4 separate regions of the Mus musculus genome follow, and regions 2, 3 and 4 are each linked to region 1. A link is a contact called in public promoter capture Hi-C data. All regions are on one chromosome and are shown on one strand. The core of a region is the stretch at or near the end of the contact, and the rest is flanking DNA. Distances in the headings are between cores, read along the strand shown.

Evidence for each region. Promoter capture Hi-C pulls out the DNA fragments that hold promoters and counts their contacts. Capture Hi-C pulls out chosen DNA fragments and counts their contacts.
Region 2: a promoter capture Hi-C map of the HPC-7 cell line shows a contact between it and region 1. The contact joins the enhancer-like site here to the promoter of Kansl2 in region 1. A contact is called at or near these places in 3 of 39 promoter capture datasets (the HPC-7 cell line, cranial neural crest and pre-B cells), 3 of 115 datasets of contacts at active chromatin or transcription factors (acute myeloid leukemia and embryonic stem cells) and 1 of 9 other capture datasets (liver).
Region 3: a contact with region 1 is called in a promoter capture Hi-C map of pancreatic islet. The contact joins the promoter of Ccdc184 here to the promoter of Kansl2 in region 1. A contact is called at or near these places in 11 of 39 promoter capture datasets (the 3T3-L1 cell line, the C10 cell line, cranial neural crest and 7 more), 1 of 484 Hi-C or Micro-C datasets (cerebellar granule neurons), 2 of 115 datasets of contacts at active chromatin or transcription factors (bone marrow-derived macrophages and pro-B cells) and 2 of 9 other capture datasets (embryonic stem cells and pancreatic islet).
Region 4: a contact with region 1 is called in a promoter capture Hi-C map of erythroid cells, with 3 times the contacts expected there. The contact joins the promoter of Lmbr1l here to the promoter of Kansl2 in region 1. A contact is called at or near these places in 1 of 39 promoter capture datasets (erythroid cells) and 1 of 15 datasets of contacts at CTCF or cohesin (the NIH/3T3 cell line).

Annotation. Positions count from the first base shown.
Region 1 is chr15:98,532,609-98,535,572 of GRCm38.p6, reverse strand. It overlaps Kansl2 (KAT8 regulatory NSL complex subunit 2), which reads left to right and starts at 1,304. Exons shown (of 10, transcript NM_133714.5): 1 at 1,304-1,671; 2 at 1,797-2,055. The coding sequence starts at 1,805.
Region 2 is chr15:99,007,731-99,010,607 of GRCm38.p6, reverse strand. No RefSeq gene overlaps it. Among named protein-coding and RNA genes, the nearest start is that of Gm41398, 15 kb to the left of the region's middle. Within about 2 kb of position 1,562, at least 91 of the 459 cell types and tissues checked have an H3K27ac peak or open chromatin away from gene starts, as enhancers often do. A contact at or near this core is called in the HPC-7 cell line and acute myeloid leukemia, where this site is marked.
Region 3 is chr15:98,166,248-98,169,374 of GRCm38.p6, reverse strand. Ccdc184 (coiled-coil domain containing 184) reads right to left here and starts at 1,569. Exons shown (of 1, transcript NM_177716.3): 1 at 1-1,569. The coding sequence starts at 1,059. The coding sequence ends at 484.
Region 4 is chr15:98,916,485-98,919,444 of GRCm38.p6, reverse strand. Lmbr1l (limb region 1 like) reads left to right here and starts at 1,347. Exons shown (of 17, transcript NM_029098.3): 1 at 1,347-1,595. The coding sequence starts at 1,524. It overlaps Gm41396 (a long non-coding RNA gene), which reads right to left and starts at 1,476. Exons shown (of 5, transcript XR_001781764.2): 1 at 1,389-1,476; 2 at 423-532.

The sequences.
Region 1 (2,964 bases), core at 55-2,554:
TAAAAATGGTGCACTCCAGGTTCAGTGAGACAAGTCCAGATCCTGTCTTTGACCACAGAGACCCCCTTGCCTCTCTCCACAGTGTTCAGATTACTGGTGTGTGCTACCTACCGTAACCGTACCTGGTGGCTTTTTCATCTTTTGTTTTTGAGACACGGTTTCTCTGTGCAGCCCTGGCTGTCCTGGAACTGGCTTTGTAAACCAAGTTAGCCTCGAACTCGGAGATCTGCCTGCTTCTACTCTTCCCCCCCCCCCCCCCCCCCCCAGTGCTGGGGTTAAAGGAGTCTGCCACCACTACCAAGTGGGAGATACTCTCTTAAGAGAATAAGTTGGGAGGCAGAGGCAGGCGGATTTCTGAGTTCGAGGCCAGCCAGGGCTGCACAGAGAAACCCTGTCTCCAAAGGGGGGCGGGGGGGGGGGGAGAAGAAGAAGAGAATAAGGCAGAGAGCCATCGGATTTCTATAGGTGTGGTTGGAATCTTTAAAGAATCGTGAAAACGGAATAGCCTGTTTCTATAATACACTATTCGGCAGGGCGTTGAGAAGCATGCGCTATGCCAGAAGTCATTTTGATTTTCCATCACTTTATCTGTAAATAATGTCTACCTAAAAAATAATGTCTACCTCTTAGGGCTGCTCTACAAAAATTAATTAGTACATATATATGATTCATGAGATAGAAAGAGTTCGAGTGTTTACATGAAATGACCAAGAAAAAAAAATTAAATGAACTGGTTGGTCACCATAGAAAACTAATAAAACCTTTTCATGTGTAAACAGAAAACACGGTCAGCCACCGTCCACTTTTTTTCTTTTCTTTTTTTTAAGATTTATTCATATGAGTACACTGTCCCTGTCTTCTGACACTGCAGAAGAGGGCATCGGATCCCGTTAGAGTTGGTTGTGAGCCACCATGTGGTTGCTGGGAATTGAACTCAGGATCTCTAGAAGAGCAGTCGGTGCCATTTCTCCAGCCACCCCAATGTCTACTCTTCTGCTGTGTAGGGACGGTAAAGAAGTAGCTGCCCGAGAAGACTGGAGACTACTGCCACCAGAAGACGAACCCTTCAGATGGAAAAATATCCGAATCCGGCGACTGGCGGTGGCCCGCCTTTCCGACGGCCCACTCACCGGCCGAGTTTCTGACAGACACTTCACTTCAGCCACTCCCGTTGTGGAGTCTCTCACTGTCCCGCCCTCCACAGGCTAGTGTTAGTTCTGACCAATAGGAGCACAGCACCCTCAGCGCAGCAACCAATCAGCGTCTAGGGTCGCGTTCCGAGCAGGCGGAGCAGCCAGAGGGCAAGCTGCGCGGTGCCGCGCGGTGGGGGAGGTAAGATGGCGCCGTGCCGGGCGCTTCTCCTTTGCTGTTAGGCGCTGCTCGCCTTCTCTGTCAGCTCAGCGCGGCACGTCGTCTCCTGCAGCGTTGGAGCCTCTCTGGTTGCTAGGCTTTCGGGGAGCCAGGTTCTCCGGTGCCGGGAGCCGTGGGACAAGATGGCGCTTGTAGGACGACGGCCAAGGCGCTCGGGTCGGGGCTGTGAGCGCTGAGGCGGCCAGGGACAAAGGCGGCGAGCCGGGGCGTGGGGGCGGGGCGTGCCGCGCCGTTGCAGTGGTGCCGCGTGGGACAGGCGCCGCGCTTCCGGTCTGCTGCTGCGGAGATTCGGCCAACGTGGTAGGGGCCCGGGCGGCGGGCGGGTCGGTGACGGGAGGCTGGAGGGCGGCCGCGGGAGCACGCAACCAGGACTCGTGGCCGGGCTAAGGCCGTTTCGATCTGTCGTGTGACCGCCCTCCCCGCAGGTTTTGGCATGAACAGGATTCGGATTCACGTCTTGCCAACGAATCGGGGGAGGATCACCCCAGTGCCCAGGTCGCAGGAGCCCCTTTCCTGTTCGTTCACTCACCGCCCGTGCTCTCAGCCGCGGCTGGAGGGGCAGGAGTTCTGCATTAAGCACATTCTTGAAGACAAGAATGCACCCTTCAAACAATGTAGTTACGTCTCGACGAAGAATGGAAAAAGGTGCCCCAGTGCTGCCCCAAAGCCCGAGAAGAAAGATGGGTACGTGGAGAGGCGTGGGTTATATGGGTGCCTTCGGGCTCCGAGAGTCGTTCTTACTTTTCAATGCACGCCAAGCACAGGTTGTATCACCGAGCCTGCTTCAACGCCCAAACCTCCTACCGTTAGACTTTTATTACATTTCGAAGCATTTATTTCCCGTTGGTAGTTTGTTTTGTGTGGTTAGGGACACGTGGGGAGGTCAGAGGCCAATTTGCTGGAGTCGGTTTTAGTACCTCCTGGTACGGAAGGACAGACAGAAGGTTAAGCTAGGCTTGCAGAGTCACAGACTCCCCCACCCCCGGCTCCTCTTTTGAGACAGTCTCGCCCTTGCTTGGAACAGTTTTGGCAACCCTTTATGGTTTTTTAAAGAACTTTCATGTGTATGGGTGTTTGCCTGCATGTGTGTTGGTGTACCACGTTCATGCTTGAGGGGAGGGCGTTGGGTCTCCTGGAACTGGAGTGGGAGAATGTTGGTGCCACATGCTTGTCCCCTGCCTTCAGTTTTAAAGTGCAAAGGGGAACATGATGTGTAGAGTTGGTCGTATCTGCGGAGTTTTAGGTCGTGTGTTTGTAAAAAAGGTATTAAGGATATTCACTCTTTGGGAGGCAGGTCAAAACACTCAAATGCTCAGAGGTGATGATGCTGGCAGCAGTGGTGCAGGCCTTTAATCCTGGCACTTGGGAGTTCAGGCCAGCCTAGTAAAAGCATTGAATTCCAGAATTGCCAGGGCTAAACAGAACCCTGTCTCAACCCTCCCACCCCACCCCGCCAATAATGAGAACTGGAAGGCCATTTGAGGGAGAGATATTTAGTTAATCGCTTGCTGGAAAAATTAAGGTTTTGAGTTCTGATTATGGTCAGACTGATTTTAACCCTTAATTCTCCTGCCTCGGCTTCTGGAGTTCTGG
Region 2 (2,877 bases), core at 313-2,812, 470 kb before region 1:
AATAAATAAATAAATAAATAAATAAACAAACAAATAAAAATTAAATAAATAAACAAGGGCTGGAGCTCTGATAGGAGTTCTCCCTGGACCGAGGAGATCAAGGAGGAGGTGGCAGAAAGTCTAGGCATCTGAAGAACACGTGCTGAGGTAACACAGAGAAGGCAGCGCCTCTGAGAACCAGGGTTTTCTTCCCAGACTGGGGTTCACCTTGTGCATGCTGGGTAAGCCTTCTACCGCTAAGCCATTCTGTCCCTGGCCTTTCTGCTTTTTAAACATTTGTGTATTTATTTGGGTGTGTGGTGTGTGTTCATGACTTGAGTGTGACAGTCACAGGACAACTTGCAGGAGTCAGTTCTCTCCTTCCACCACGAGGATCTTAAGACTCAAGCAGGCTCCATAGCAAGTAAGCACCTTTACCCCCAGCAGCCATCTCTCCGACAGAGATCTGCCTGCCTCTGCCAAGTGCTGGGACTAAAGACATTTGCTAGCAAACTCTTTTTTCACTTCTATTTATTTTTAAAGATTTATTTATTATTATGTATAAGTACACTGTAGCTGTCTTCAGACACACCAGAAGAAGGTGGTGTCAGCTCTCATTACAGATGGTTGTGAGTCACCATGTGATTGCTGGGATTTGAACTCAGGACCTTCGGAAGAGCAGTCAGTGCTCTTAACCACTGAGCCATCTCTCTCTAGCCCTTAACTTTTTTTTTTATTCATATGAGTACACTGTAGCTGTCTTCAGACACACCAGAAGGGGGCACCAGATCCCATTACAGATGCTTGTGAGCCACCATGTGGTTGCTGGGAATTGAACTCAAGACCTCTTGAAGAGCAGTCAGTGCTCTTAACTACTGAGCCATCTCTCCAGCCCTTAACTTTTTATTTTGAAACAGGTTCTCAACAAGCTGTCCTGACTGAATATACACTTACTGATAACCCAGGTAGGCCTTGAACGTGTGAACCTCTTGCCTCAGCAGCCCAAGTAGGTAGGATTACACGGAACATCTGGCTCAGGGATCTGTGATATTGTTTGTTTGTTTGATGGATGACTGATCTATGCAGCTCAGTTCCTGAACTCCTGCCTCAAGTGATCTTTCCACCAAAATCGCTTATCTCTGGGATCTTAACACTTCAATCTAAGGCTGGAGAGATGGCTCAGCGGTTAAGAGCACTGACTGCTCTTCCAGAGGTCCTGAGTGCAATTCCCAGCAACCACATGGTGGCTCACAAACATCTGTAATGGGGTCTGGTGCCCTCCTCTGGTGTGTCTGAAGATAGCTACAGTGTACTCACATACATAAAATAAATAAATCTTACAAAAACAAAACATCAATCTTCTTTATACTTTTCAGAGAATAGTCACAAACTCTCAAAGCCCTATTATAGAACAAGCTGAAGGTCGAGGGAAAGGTCATCTCTAAAGAATTTTCCCTTGCTTGTTGCCAAGCACAAATATCTGAATTCTGAGTTCAGTTGCTGAGCCTTTTATAGGAAGCTCTGAAGAGTGTTGCAGAGAAGGGTTTAGGTATCAGGAAGAGAGTGGTAGGCAGCTCCTGTGGGTGTGGCTTGTTCTAGTCATAAAGTCTTTCAAGTCAGCAAATCAGAGAAGTCCAGAAAAGCAGAGAGGAAAAAACATCCTGGTTACGGCTTCTCTGTGGCCACAGCTGGGGCTGAGAGAGGGTGAGGTGTCAAGAGCCCTGAAGAGCCCTGAAGAGCCCTGCTTCGCTTCTGCAGCTGTGCTCCAACAGAGGCTCCGGAGGCGCGACAGAAGAGAAGCTCAGTTCTACTCAAGGTCAACAAACTGCTTGCTTCAACTCAAGACTTCTATACGAAGCCGGGCGTGGTGGCGCACTACTTTAATCCCAGCACTCGGGAGGCAGAGGCAGAGGCAGGCAGATTTCTGAGTTCGAGGCCAGCCTGGTCTACAAAGTGAGTTCCAAGACAGCCAGGACTACAGCCCTGTCTCGAAAAAACAAAAAACAAAACAAAACAACAACAACAAAAAACCCATTTATACGGAGTTAATACGAGGGAAACATAAAAGAAAGACATTAGCTATCTCCTTTAGGGTTCACAATTTGAAATGCAAAACTAGTTTCCTCAGAATAAAACATACACTGGCACACGTGTGCACATGTACACACACACACACACACACACACACACACACACACACATACATTTGTTTGTTTTCAGACAGGGTTTCATGGAGCCAATTCTGGCGGTTACTATGTAGCCCAAAATGACTTTAAACTTTTGATCTTCCTGACTCTACCTCACAAGTTTTGGGATTGCAGGTGTCAACTGCATTCAGTGCTTTGTTTTCTTTTGTTTGTTTGTGTTTTGGTTAGATAAAGTCTCTGTCGTCCAGACTGACTTAGAATACGCTATGTCATCTAGTATGACCTCAAAGTTGTGGCAATTCTCCTGCCTCAGCTTCCTTTTTTAAAAATATTATTTATTTATTTTTATTTACACGAGTACACTGTAGCTGTCTTCAGACACACACCAGAAAAGTGCATCAGATCTCATTATGGGTGGCTGTGAGACACCATGTGGTTGTTGGGAATTGAACTCAGGACCTCTGGAAGATCAGCCAATGCTCTTAACTGTTGAGCCATCTCTCCAGCCCCCTGCCTCAGCTTCCTAAGTGATAGAATTATAGGCATGAGTCACTGTGCCTGGCTTCTTTTTTAATTTCAATTTAATTTTATTATTACAGAGTCTCACTATGTATCCCTGGCTGGACTAGAACTTGCTATGAAGACCAGGCTGACCTGGTCTTCAGAATCATCTGCCTGCTTCTGCCTCCCGAGTGCTGGGATTAAAGGCCCATGCTGCTACCCCACCCACTTTTATATTTTATATATGTGA
Region 3 (3,127 bases), core at 320-2,819, 370 kb after region 1:
AGGTTTCCGCAGAGCACTGAATATCTTGGGTTTGGGGAAAAGGGTAAATTTCCTGTTGCCAGAACAGAATACCCCAACTCCTTAATTTCTAGGTAAATAGAGATTATTTGCCAAAGTCCTAGATGACTCCTTTTTCAGAATAGAAAAAGCAGAATTTTATTTACATAATTCAATGGTCCTCCTGTTTCCTAGGAAGAGGGGAAGGGGGCAAGGTAAAGGGATAGATGAGAGTCCAGAGATGGGCACGTCCTTTCTGGGAACCTCACCTTTCTGCAGTTTGCTATGATGCCTGCTTGGGTGGAATTCGCGATGCTTCCAAAGTCCTTGACTCTACAAATCCTTCTGTGAGGGAGTCTCTCTCCCTGACCTATAAGGACCACGTTTGAAGTGAAGAACACTGCACCGCACTGTTCAGTCCCCTCGGGTTAAGCACTTGGAAACCCAAAGCCAGCGCGGGTAGTTGGTTCCCTGGTGGGGTCTCCCTCACAGAGAGGCCTCGCCCTCCAGCTGCAGCAGGGTAATGTCAGGAAGGTCGGGGGGCTCCACAAGTGGCCCATCCTCCCCAAGGAGACCGGGGCTCTCAGAGAGCTCGCAGTGACTGGTGGGTGTGGCGGGGTTAGGTGTCTCTTTCTCCTCTTCGTCCTCGTCTTCATCAGGATCACGACCCAGCAAGCCGCTGTCCTCGATCCCAGGCGAAGGTGTCTCTGGTTCATGGGGAACACTTGGGAAGCTCCCCTTGCCGCCGGCCACGCCCAAGCCTCCCTGGCGGGGCGCAGTGGTCATAATCTGGCACATGGAGACTATAGCCCGCTGGTTGGCGCACACGTCGTCCGACAGAACCTGGATGTGCGAGGCCTGCTCGTCCAGTGCCCCTCGCATGGCCCTCACGTCCTCAAACAGGGCCTGCAGCTGGGCCTTCAGGTGCTCCATCAGTTCCTTCATACCGCCGTTATACTCCCCAGAGATCACGTCCCCCACGGCGGGCACCGTGGACACCTCCAGAGGCGCTGGCATGTCGCCGCCGTCCTTGGTCATGATCTCCAGCAGACTGTCCTCCATTGAGTGGCAGAAGCGGGCGGTGGCAGCTCTGGGTCGTGTCCAGCGGGCCTCCAGGGTGGGGGAAGGGTGTGGAGGGGGAGAGGTCCCGGGAGGGACGGGGTGGAGCCCAGGGACACCTAGGCTCCCTAGAGGGGCGGGGAGCCTACGTGAAGAGAGCGGCCCCAGGCAGAGGACACGGGCGGGATCAAGGAGGGCTGAGAAGAGTCTATGGATCGAAGACCTGTCTAGGGTCCCGGGACCAGGATCTTCGGGCTTACCCAGGGGGCAAAAGTGGCTTGCCCGCTCGCCTCCAGTGTGGTACCTATGTCCCCGCCGCCCTCCCGGCAATCACCGACAAAGAGTGCTCACAGGTCACAGAGGCGCTCGCAGAGGGCTCGGGGTCGAGACGGGGACCCGCAGCGCGTCAGTCTCGGGACTCCCCCCAGCCATCCACCAGCAGTGCCCGCGAGTGCGGCTGGAGAGGCAGGGGCGGGTCTCCCGGCGGCGCCGCGGATGCTCCCCCGTTTCCAAGGCGACGCACGGCACGTAAATGACGTGTGTCTCCATGGCAACGAGGAAGTGAGGAAGAAAGAGAACAGGGTTCCGAAGCTGCAGTGAAGCTCTGTTGTATGGGCTGACGGGCGGGGCAGGGATGCTGCAGTAGCCTCAGAGAAGCTGCAAAGAGCATGTGGCTGCAATGTTTAATAGGACAGCATGAGAAAGCAGTTTGCTGCACGACCCCCACCCCCAAGCCGGAGAGAGACCGTCTGCCTGGGGGGGGGGGGGGGGCTTTTCACCCGCTCTCCGCATTCCTTCCTTGGAGGACCATGGGAGAGCCAGGTCCATCCTCCAGCGGCCCACAGGACTGGGTAGCGATTGTTAATAATCCCAGGCGAGCTGGCAGCACCAGGCTTGGAGGTGCAGAGGAAGGCGGAGGGAGGCGCGACCGATCTGCTTCTCCCTTCTGCAGCAAAAAAAAAAAAAAAAAAAAAAAAAAAAAAAAAAAAAAAACAAAAAACAATTTTCCCTCCCTCCAGAAAGCTCAGGGTGAGATACAGTCTCTTATGGGACCCAGCTGTTTCTACCCAGGTTGGGGGGGTATGAAAATTATGAAGCTAAGTACTTAAATTCCGAGAATGAAAACTCCATAACAACAGATTCCCCTCCCCTGCACCCTCCATCACGGAATCCCCAGCGCTTTAAATAGCGTCCGAGACGCAGAGAGCAGATGATGTATTTGTGGAATAGCTACTTAAATAAGAGCCACCAAGTACCATTCTCCTCCCCAGGATTCTCCAGCCCACACATAGTGGACTTCAGAAGACCTGAATACAATTTCCTTTCAGCCCTTAATGACTGAGAGACCTCAGCTGACATCGTTTTCTTGACGGACCGAATAATAGTGTTTCTAAATCTGAGTTAACACTGGACCGAAGTGCAATTGAGTGAATTATTAGGGCCAGCGCCCCTAGTTCCCATCTTTAGATGCCCACTAACCACCCCTGTCCTTTGTGAAAACTCCTTCCCCTACTTAGAGGGTAGAGCAGGAGAAGAGGAGGAGGAAGAAAATTTGGTTATAATATATTTAGAGACGACATAGGCTGGGAAGGTAGTCATCTTGTAGGCTATAACACGCTGACATCGCTTTGATAAAAGGAAGCCAAGTGGTCAAAACCCTGAGTTTACAAGACTCTGGGAAGGAGAAGTAAATGAACAGTGCTGTCTAACTGTATAAAAAATTAAGTGTGGGTGAGTGTCATTGGTCACCTGTAGTTCAGTAACTGCAAGTGTGTTTTTTAATTTCCCTGGTTGTATGTCTTGGCGATGAAGAGTGTCCAGCCAGGTTTTTGAGGCACCAAAGAACAGATTCATCTATGCCTGTCTTACTGCTACTGTTAAAATAAAAGCAAATTAAACTATCTTAAAGTGCCCAGGGTCGGAATGTTTACATAAATAACTTAAGACATATATTGGACAGATGTGAGAAATTTGATTTCCCCAAAACAAAGATGAACACACACACACACCATGCAGTATTGCTTTCTAAAAACTAATGATTAATCTTGTTTCCTTGCTCCTTCAACAAATT
Region 4 (2,960 bases), core at 98-2,597, 380 kb before region 1:
AAATGGTTTTTGCTTTGTGTTTGAGATTAGCTGAACCCACAGATGTAGAACCCAACAATGCAGAGGGCCAACTATATAAACATAAATGTATACACGGGATGTATTTATTTTGTTTTTGAGACAAATTCTCACCATGTTACTCTGGTTGTCCTAAAACATTATGTAAAGGGCAGACTGGCCATGAATTTATAGATCCACCTGCTTCTGCCTTCCTAGTGCTGAATTAAAAGACGTGTGCCACAATGCCCAGATGGTTTCTGAATCTCAAAGTAGGACTGGGCCAACCTCTATTTTCTAGTTTCAAATTAAAACGTTAAAACGTTAAAATGTTAAAACATTAAAATTAGATAAAGGCTATAAAGAGAACAGCACATAGCAGGGAGTTAATGTTTGGGAGTTAATGTTTTACTCAACCCACTCACCAATATTCCCTGGGATATTTCCTCAGTTTCGGGATAGCCTGGGCCTGGTAATACATGCAATCAACTAGGAAGCTGAGAATTCAAGGGTAGCCTGGTTTGCATCGCAAGACCTGTCTCAACAAAACAAAAGTTTCATGACATTTTTAAAAAGTCTCCTGTTTTTTTGTTTTTGTTGTGGTTTGTTTTTTAACTATTTGTTCTCTAATACCCTAGGCCTTCCACAAAAATAACTGTGTGAAAGCTGTCTGGAGTGGCAGGGAAACTCCAATAACAAATAAAAAAACGCATCGGGCAGTGGTGGCACAAGCCACTAATCCCAGCACTTGGGAGGCAGAGGCAGGCGGATTTCTGAGTTCGAGACCAGCCTGGTCTACAGAGTGAGATCCAGGACAGCCAGGGCTACACAGAGAAACCCTATCTCGAAAAACCAAAAATAAAAATAAAGAAAAAGAAAAGAAAACGCTATGGACCTTTGGGTTACAGGCAGCCGTCCCTTCAGAAGACCCCGTGGTGCTTACATCTTCTCGACGGGCTGACCTGATCCCAACCTTATTCGTTTAAACTAAAATCCTGACGGATACACATCCTGGAACCAACCCTCACATCTCAGCCGTGGACCACAAGGACTCTTAGTTTTAGAACAGCTTCGACAGGCCAAAAACATCCCGCCTCCTTTCCCAGAATGTCCTATCAGCGCACTCCTAGCGATGACCGACAGTCTACGAGGAACCAGTAAGTTCCGCTCCTCTGAAGAAACCCGCCCAGGCCTTGTGTCGTCACTGGGCACCAAGCCTGGCACTTCCGCGTAGCCGGGCGGCGGGTACTTGCGTTGAAACGTGCTTGCGAGTGACCCCACCTTAAAGGGGAGGGGACCGAGGGGGACCCGAGCCCTTTAAGACTAGGCGGGCTGGGGCCTGCCCCTTTAAGGGCGGGGCGTCCGACCGCAGAATCTGAGCCCCAGATTACCTTGAGTTTCCGTCACGGGCAGCGAGGAGAGGCGCTTAGGCTGGGTCCGGGTGCTTGGCGGGCGGCGGCGGCCTCATCCCCGCTCGTCCTCCCCGGGCCCGGAGACACCCCCGCCCCAGTCATGCTGAGCAGAGTATGGAAGCAGCTGACTACGAAGTGCTATCCGTGCGAGAACAGCTGTTCCACGACAGGGTCCGCGAGTGCATCGTGAGTCCGGGACCTGGGCGGGAAGGGGCCGGGCCGAGGTGGGAGGGGCGCGCCGCGATGGAGACGGGAAGTCCAGCTGCCTGGGCTCCGGAGCACCTCGACCCCTGCGAGCGCCGGGGCCGGGCCGGTGAACTCCCGGTCGGGTCGGCTGGGTCCCTGAGCCGTAAACAAAGCCGCCGGGTTTCCGTTCCTCGGCCGCTCGCCCCTCCCCCCGCCCCTTCTACTCCACCCCCGTGGGCGTTCCTGGCGATGGGGGTCCTCTAGTGTGGAGCGTTTGATCCTCTGGAAAAGGATGGATTTGCTTCGGGACAAGTTAGTGTGCGTGTTCCCCCTTAAAAGTAGATGAAGGGCAACCATGGTTGATGTTGAAATGAAGGGAGACTCGGTCACATTGAGCAGTTAACCGGGGACATGCGATGGTGGCGCGAGGGGCGAAGGAAAAGTGGGAGCTGTAGTGGGTCCTCCCACTAAGGAAGAAAGAAGTCCTGTCCGACGAGATGGGGTTGTAAGAAGTGGAGATGGAGGAACACCGAGGTTTCCCCGCCTGTTTTCTCTCCCCTGTAGTAGTGGTTGTTTTCATTCCTTCTGTGATTGAATCCTGGGCCTCTGGCATGCAGCATGCCAAACACAAGCCAATACAATGACACACACCCCGCACGACTTCCGGATAATTTGTTTGACACTCAGACTGGGTTTCCAGCCATCCCGTGTGAGTTCTCATGTGTGGGTGGGGTGGGGTGGGGTGGGGTGGGGGTGGGAGGGTCCCGGGTCCGCAGTGATCCTGAGCGCATCTAGCCTGTATTTCTTATTCTTTAAGCATTAATCTAGAATTGCAGTTGAACTTTCCATACGGCAGTGTACTACTCTAGGGTAGGAGCACCCGTGGGACTTAGGGAAATCTATTTTCCTTGGGCCTGCTTTGAATGATAATCTCTTTGTCTGCTGGGTTTTTTTGTTTTATTTTGTTTTGTTTTCCCAGAGAGCTCTGCACATACTAAATGAAAAGGGAAGGGTTTGGAGGAGTGGAAGGAGATCTTACTGAATAAAGGGGAGGGCTCAGATGGTGTCTTTCTTCATTTTTCTCAGGCTGAGCTTTAGGCTACCCCTTGGCATGCTTAGATTGAAGAAACGGTAAAGGGGACTAGGTCTGCCCTTACCAATGAGGGCATACGAGTATCTAGCCCCAGGATAAGAGTCGGGTAGCATCTCTTCTGTGTTCCTTGGGAGAGGTACACATTGGGGATTGGGCATATCACGGTGGGGGGCCAGGGGGGGGCACATCCAGGCCTTATAAGATACTGACCACCTGGAGGGATGAGGCCGAAGAAACTGCTCAGTATGTGTTTCTGCCTCCTAAGCCATTAG